Regions from separate parts of the Sus scrofa genome. Here region 1 is linked to region 2. The links are chromatin contacts, called in public HiChIP or PLAC-seq maps. All regions are on one chromosome and are shown on one strand. Each heading gives the region's core, a stretch centred on a gene start, on an enhancer-like site or on the middle of the called end of the contact. The rest is flanking DNA. Distances are from core to core; before and after follow the strand shown.

Region 1 (3,642 bases), core at 233-2,732, 160 kb before region 2:
GCCGTTTGCTCAGCAGTGTGAATGTACTTAATGCTGCTGCACTGCACACCTAAGTGGTTAAAATGGTAAATTTTGTTGTTTGTGTTTACCACCACCACGATAACAAAGACTTCTAAACATATTCCAAGTGGGTTCTCCTAAGAAATTCTGTCAAGAATTTGCTCAGGGGAAAGGGGCATTTGCTTTTAACAGTTCAGCAATCTCAGCACTTGCCGTATACCCTACCCTGTGCTGGGCCTTGTGTTTATTTACTTATCCGAGGTATAATCGTTGAGGCGATACGATAAAATCCACGATCTTAAGCATTTGGTTCACTGAGTTTCGATAACTGTGTACACCTGTGTAGCCACCATCCAAAACGAGATCTGAAACATTTTCGTCCCCCGGGGAGGATCCCGTGCGGCCCCTCCAAGCATGTCAGTCACTGTGGAAGAGCTTTGCCTGCTGTTGACTGTCATATGAACAGAAGCATTCAGTGCGGGCCCTGTGGCCGCTGGTTTCGCTCAGCAGACTCCATGTGCCATTTCTCCACCTTGACACGTGTCCCAGTAGTTCCTTCCTTACTGCTAAGTAGGATTCCGTGGCCTGTACCACCGTGGGTGTGCCCACGCTCCTGTGGATGGACACGGAGTGGTACAGGGTTTGGGGACAGGGGGCAGTGAGTGAGGGTGTTAGCTGGCCGCCTGGAGTGTCCCCACCGGTTGGGGTTGTCAAGCAGGCTCTCCATGCTGGGATTTTCCTACTAGACTGGCAGCTTCCCCAGAGTTGAACAGTCTCCAGATCATGGCATTTGGGTGATTTACACCAAAAGTATGGCAGCCACTGGGCCAGACACTCGCGTTGGTACTGAATCGATGGCTTCCCCAAAGGTGCGTCACAAGAGAAGCTGCATCTCTCTCGGGAGGCTGCCTGGTGACTCTGCATTGGGGACAGGAGGTTGGTGGACGGTCTCAAAGGTCAGTGTCCTTGCACCGTGACTGCCCCTCCCCAGCTCAGGCGGCCACCTGCAGAGCTGACCAGATGCCAGGGTGTAGGGACAGGGGTAGCCGGTCCCCAGCTCGGCCCCTTCCTCTCTGGTTGGCAGCCTCAGGGCCGACTGACATGTTCTTTCTGTAGCCGGGTGAACCCCCATCTGAGACTGCAGCCCGAGAGTGACACTGGCTTTCCTGTGACCTTGCCCTCTCTGTTAAGACCCATCCTCTGCGGAGTCCGCCGTCTGACTCTGAGGTCAGGGCCCCACATTTCTGAGCAGCATCGCCTCTCCTGAAGTCACTAGCCTTGTGCTCATGAGCCATGGCCTTCCCTGCCAGGTGGGTCTGGGCTCAGCATCCTAGCTGGGCCACCCGGAAATGGCGAAATCTTAGGCAAGTTACTTCATCTCTTGGAACACAGCCACCTCATATAAGACACTAATAATAGCTCTGCTGCCCTACGTCCTGCCTGTAACGGGCCTGCAAGGGGATGAGGGTGGGGGTAATTCCTGCCTTCCAGGAATGCAGACAAAGTTCATCTGTGTGAAAGCTGAATTCGCTTGTCTCCCCTGTGTCCGCATTCCTGGGCGGTGCCTCATCGTGTGACGTAGATGACACAGGAGGAGAGAGCGTGGGTGACACTGGAACTGCGGCCTTCAGTAGAGAGCTGTGGGGACACGGGGCGGGGGTGGGGGGCGGCGCTGGTCAGGGCAGCCGTGGGCACTGGGAAGCCCCTGGGAGCAGGGCTTTCGGAGGCTCTCCCACGGCAGGGGGATTGATGGTGGTCACCCTCCTTTCATTCAGATGCCTCCCCCTGTCCACCCCGACCCCCGTCCCAAGTTCCCCAGCTCACAAGCTCAATGCAGCTAATAGACCCACTCTCCCCTGTGAGGGGTAAGCTCGGAAGGCCAGCGTGGGCTTGCACTGTGACTTCTAAAGGATGCATTACTCCGAATTCACCTCTGAGGGATGTTGCTGTCACAGCTGGGGGGTGCTCGAGCCCCTTTGTGGTCGGCTCCCTGGCCAGAGGCCCCCAGTCTGATTCTCACAGGACAGAGGAATGGAGTTTGGAACCCATCTCAGCAAGTCGGGGCCTGATGAGTCTCGCCCACCCACCCGTGGGCCGGGGGAACAACGTCCCTGACGTGGCTGGAGGCCAGGAGGGTGTATTGGTGATAGACGAACTGTCAGCTGGCTCCAAGGAGCCACTCTCTGCCCAGGCTGAAGTCACCTCTGCCCACCCCCTGCCCCCAGCCCCCATTTTGTATCTAGTAGAAGGTTTGCCCAGCTCTCTGCCAAGTTCAGATTCAGTCTGTCCTTCACAGCTTCCTCTGGGAGGAGCCCGTGACCCAGGTTCTTAGGGGTCCCCAGCCGACTGTGTGTTCCTAAGGGATCCATCACCTCACTTTTTGTTTATATTCCTTTGCCGATTTTCCTCTAAAAGCCTAGGCCACTGCTGGGCACAAGTCACAGTTTGATAGAGCAAGGCCCAGAGAAGGGAAACGCCGTCTACCATGGGCAGTGAGAGGCAGAGCTAGGACTGGATCCCCAAGCCCTGGAGCCTGGAAACGGTATCACGAGCGTGCAAGGAGGGTGCGAGCAGCAGGTCGGGTGACGAGCCTCTCCTGTGAATCCTGTGCTGTTTCAATCTGTGCCGGGTGAAAAAGTGCAGACCCTGGGGAATTTCTGCTCTCGTGTTGGTTATCGTCACATGGAAGCAGGGGTGGTTTCCTAAGATGTGTGCAGGATGTGCAATGATGGTGCATTCAGATCGGAGCCACACAAATGACCTTTGCTCCGTGTTGCCTGCACATCACACTCACGTGTTCCCAGGACACTCACCCGTGTGCTCCTCTAAAGGCCTTGGCTTGGGGTCCCTGGTGAAAGCCCCGCCTGTATTGGCTCTCAGGGGTTGCCCGCGCACCCCTCTCACACATCCTCTTTCAACCCCCCCACCTGTGTCTCCCCTTTGCCCAGCTGTGAACCACACAGCCTGGTTGGTCTCGGGGAAGATCTGTCCTCGGAGAATGTGGTTGGTGCTGGGGTGGGGTCGGCAAAAGGTGGCATGAAAAGTATTCCTTGCCTTTTTTTCTGATCAAGAGACCACAAGGGAAAATACAAAACACTTCTTTGGGGATTGAGAACAAAATTTATAAAGTGACTTTATCATGAGTTTGTTTATTTGGGAGAATCATTTTTAAAAAGGAAACTTGATTTATAAAAAATATATATACATATTATATATACATGTACATAGTGTGTATATATATATACACATACATACACGCACACATATGTATACACTATGACGTCAAGTATGTGAAAACAAAAAAGATCATGGAACGAAAGAGGGAAAATATATCATAATGTCAACAGCAGTCATCCTTCTACCCTTAAAATTCTACCTAAAAATTCTCTATTTAGGAAATAGATTTTTTAAAAATCAGCATGATTTTCATAACGGGGAAAGTAGACATTTAACAAGGGAAAGAAATTTAGCTATACTAATAAGGTTAATTTTTGCCACCTGCCACCCTCCTAGTGAGCAATGTGTTTGTGTACATGCCCACACAAATACTGATGAAAACATAAAAAGGACAGGTCATAGTGTGGAGGAGATTTTTTAAACAACCCGTTTTTCAAAGGGAAGACGGAGTAAAATAATTTCACA
Region 2 (3,630 bases), core at 730-3,229:
GAAGGAGTTGTGAGGATAGATTACATTAACACACATAGAAAAGCACAGGACAGTACCTGCCACTTGTTCAGCATTCAATAAAAGTTAATTTTGTTAAGCACTCAATAAAAGTTAATTTTAAAAAGGTAAATCAGAGATTGGGACCAAGTATCCACACCTTTGGAGGAAACCCATCCCTTTGTGAGTTGAAGCAAGTAGGCTGAAGGGAGACTCACTGGCCTGTCTCCTCCCTTGACTAAAGAGGCAGGAGGTGAAGCTGAGAGCTGGGGCAGCACCCTGTTCCCCCACCCCAACCTCACCCCCACCCCCACCCCCCCATGCTGCTGAGAAGCAGAAACAAATGTGACTCCCGTATTGGGATGGAAGGGAAGCACCACTGCCCTGCAGTTGCTGCCGCATGAAATTTAAATTATTCTCAGCAAACCTGCTTGACAGATGAAACAGAAAAGGGACGGCTTCATAAAATGCAATTTTGTTCTTGAAAGAATGGACTTTGCAGAATCCTCGCTGATGTCTGTGAAATGTACTGGGGGCTTTTTCTCCTTGTGGTCAGGAGCACTCATGCTGAAACATTCCCATCGTTCCTCGGAGCTAAGCCCTTGAAAATGAATCTGGACTGGGAAGAGAGAAACTTAGCCTGTGTCACAGGCCCAGGGAAAACTGAAAGGGGCCTGTGGGAATCTGTGGGCTCCATCCTCAGAGCCCCAAACACCCAGATTTGTGACATTTCTGAGTACTAGGGACATCTGTCATCATAGCAACAACCCTAGAAGCGTCTTCCTCATGCACCCTAAATTCCTCGGGGACATGCTTCTGCTGGGAAAGATGATCTGGGGTTCCTATGGGGAATCACACATATGACCGCATGGCCCCACGTGGCCCCCCTTTTCCTGCAGTTCTAGGGGTCCATGAATGGATAAAAGCAGCTTTTGCCCAGTTACAGAGTGAGAAGCAGACCTCTCTTTCCTCTTGGACTCACGTTGCAAGCCAGAGGCTACTGAGTGGGCTCACGTGGGAGTATCACTCAAGCTCCTTTTGTGGTGCATTCCCAGGCTGTGCGTGATTTGCTCTGGAAGGTTGTTTCCTACTCCATGGACAAGAATTGGAGAGCTCCTCTGCAATACATTATCAGGCCCTGATAATGCATCGTGAGACGACTTGTGCATGTTTGTACCGAGCTAATGGGTTTTGCTGGCACTTTAAGTGTCAGCCACAGTCTGGGTTGTATCTTCATTGACTTGAAACCCATCCATTGGTCACAAAGGGGGTACAAAGTTGAAATGTGTCATGATTTCCCAAGCACTCATTCCAAAGCCCACAATTTGGGGAGGGCAGACCTGGGTGACTTGATTTCTTATATTTCTGACTAAAGGGGCAAAAAGAAGGAGGAAGGTCTTATACGTTTCCATGTTTGTAAGGGATGAGCCATAGTCTGGATAAAAAGCAGCTGTGGTTTCCAAAGAAAGGTTGTCGGAAGATGTGGTTGACTGGAGCCATTTGTGTGTATAAGCTAGCTTTTGCTGCATAACAACCATCCCCAAACTTAGTGTCTTAAAACCATCCCAGTCCTGTGGGTAGGTTATCAGTTCTGGCTGGGCTGGGCTGGGCTAGTTCAGCTGATCCTTGCTAGCCTCTCTCATTTGTCTGTTCTCAGTGGTAAGATGGCTAGTGGCTGGTGGCCTCATTCATACATCTGTGCTCAGAGAACTCTCAGCCCAGGCGTCTCAGTTCTGTGTGCATCCTGGCATCCTCTCTCCAGCTATCACAGGCGTGTTCACATGATAGTCTCGGGCTTCCAGGAGCAGTAAGAGGGTAAGGCTTAGTCACAATTGCTTTCCTAACCATTTAACCAATAGGCTAAAATCCTATTGGCCAAGGCAGTCACATGGCCAAGGAGTGACAAAAAGAAACCCTGCCCCTTACAAGGAGGTGCTGCAACACCACACTGCAAAGGGGCAGGCATGTAAGGATGGGAAGTGTTTGTGGTCATTTTTGCAATATACCCCCAGTGTTGCCAACACACATAAACACAGTCATTCACCCTCTAGCTTCCCGCTGAGGCTCGCATGCCTCAAACAGAAAGGATAGGACCAATCTGTTCCACTCTTCTGCATGGCCTAGTGTAAGGAATCAACATGGCACAGTGGTAACGTATACACATCTGGGTATGTATACACACATGCCATCCACACCAAGAGCTGCCTAGGGAGGTCTGAAAGGGGACACCTGGTGAGGATCGTGTTGCCAGGGAGAAGGCAGGAACCTCGCAGGATGCAGTCGCCTTGAGAATGCACTGGCCAGGACTTGGACCTCAGCCCTGAAGGCTCCAATGCTTGATCCCATCACTGCCCCCAGGGCTAGTGGGACTGGAGCATTGCTGTTCCCAGGACATTCACAAGGACAGATGCTAACCTGTGGATTCAGAATCAAAAATCCACCCCGAGAAGACCACCTTCCTGGACTTTGCCCAGCGACTCTCTCCCTGTGAGAATCCACGTAGGAAAACAAAGTTTAACCAGAAGACTTTCTGCTGAGCCTAAAATCAGGAAAGGGAGCCAGTTATATGATGCAAATATTCAGTAGCTGCAGATCGGACTCGCCCTGGCTCTCTCTCCCTCCTAGGATAAATCCCATGCTGTTCCCCAAAAAAGCTCTTGGAAAGACCTCTTCTTAAATTAAATTAGGTTTTCTGCAAACAGCGTCATTCAAGATGAACATAAATCTACTTCTTATTCAGTTTTAATGGTTTTCCCTGTTTCATTTAATTACTCATGTTGCAATTAAACATTTTTTTTTCATGGCAGAAGGACAGTTTTTTAGCTACATTATGGGTTAAATAGGCTTTGCAGAACTAGCCTGGGAATCTCATCACCATTTATAACATTGTTTTTTATAGGGAAAGTATGTTCCAAAATCTAAACAGCCAAATTACAAATGAACTTTCAGAACCCAATCCATTTGTTAACTGGAAACTGTCTGTAATGCTAAAAATAATTCAGGGAAATAAACATAAAGAGGCGAGTTCAATACCCCTGGGTATCATTTGTTCCCCCATCAGCATTTGCAGAGTTAGTGAGAATTTCCTCCAGACCCAGACTGACCCTATCCCTGTTTTACTGACTGTCGTGACACAAATGGTCCCATTGGCTAAAGTCCTCCCAGAGCATCATGCCACAGAGAGGAGTCGTTGTGCAGAGCTACGCCGATGCAGCATAGCGGATTATCAGTCTGTTTCGGCACCACACACACTGCGCTAAAATGAAGGCTTAGAACTCTGCGGGGCTCTGCTGCAGTGTCCACCAGTCGGGGCGAATTCATTTGCACGGGGAATCTGCATCTCTAGAACCCGTAGACAGAAAACCTTATTTTGCTCCGGTTTAAAAAAAAAAAAAAAGAAGAAGAAGAATTAAAAAAGGAGTTCCCGTCGTGGTGCAGTGGAAGCGAATCCGACTAGGAACCATGAGGTTGCGGGTTCAATCCCTGACCTTGCTCAGGGGTTAAAGGATCCGGTGTTGCCCTGAGCTGTGGTGTAGGTTGCAGACATGGCTCGGATCTGGCATTGCTGTGGCTCTGGCGTAGGCCATCGGCTACAGCTCCGATTTGACCCCTAGCCTGGGAACCTCCATATGC

What was found. HiChIP or PLAC-seq counts read pairs in DNA pulled down with a chosen protein or histone mark.
Region 1: an H3K27ac HiChIP or PLAC-seq map of alveolar macrophages shows a contact between it and region 2. The contact joins two enhancer-like sites. A contact is called at or near these places in 1 of 47 Hi-C or Micro-C datasets (embryonic fibroblasts) and 1 of 2 datasets of contacts at active chromatin or transcription factors (alveolar macrophages).

The regions. Positions count from the first base shown.
Region 1 is chr3:115,162,166-115,165,807 of Sscrofa11.1, reverse strand. No RefSeq gene overlaps it. Among named protein-coding and RNA genes, the nearest start is that of KLHL29, 230 kb to the right of the region's middle. Within about 2 kb of position 1,482, at least 25 of the 83 cell types and tissues checked have an H3K27ac peak or open chromatin away from gene starts, as enhancers often do. A contact at or near this core is called in alveolar macrophages, where this site is marked.
Region 2 is chr3:115,000,075-115,003,704 of Sscrofa11.1, reverse strand. No RefSeq gene overlaps it. Among named protein-coding and RNA genes, the nearest start is that of KLHL29, 64 kb to the right of the region's middle. Within about 2 kb of position 1,979, at least 1 of the 83 cell types and tissues checked has an H3K27ac peak or open chromatin away from gene starts, as enhancers often do. A contact at or near this core is called in alveolar macrophages, where this site is marked.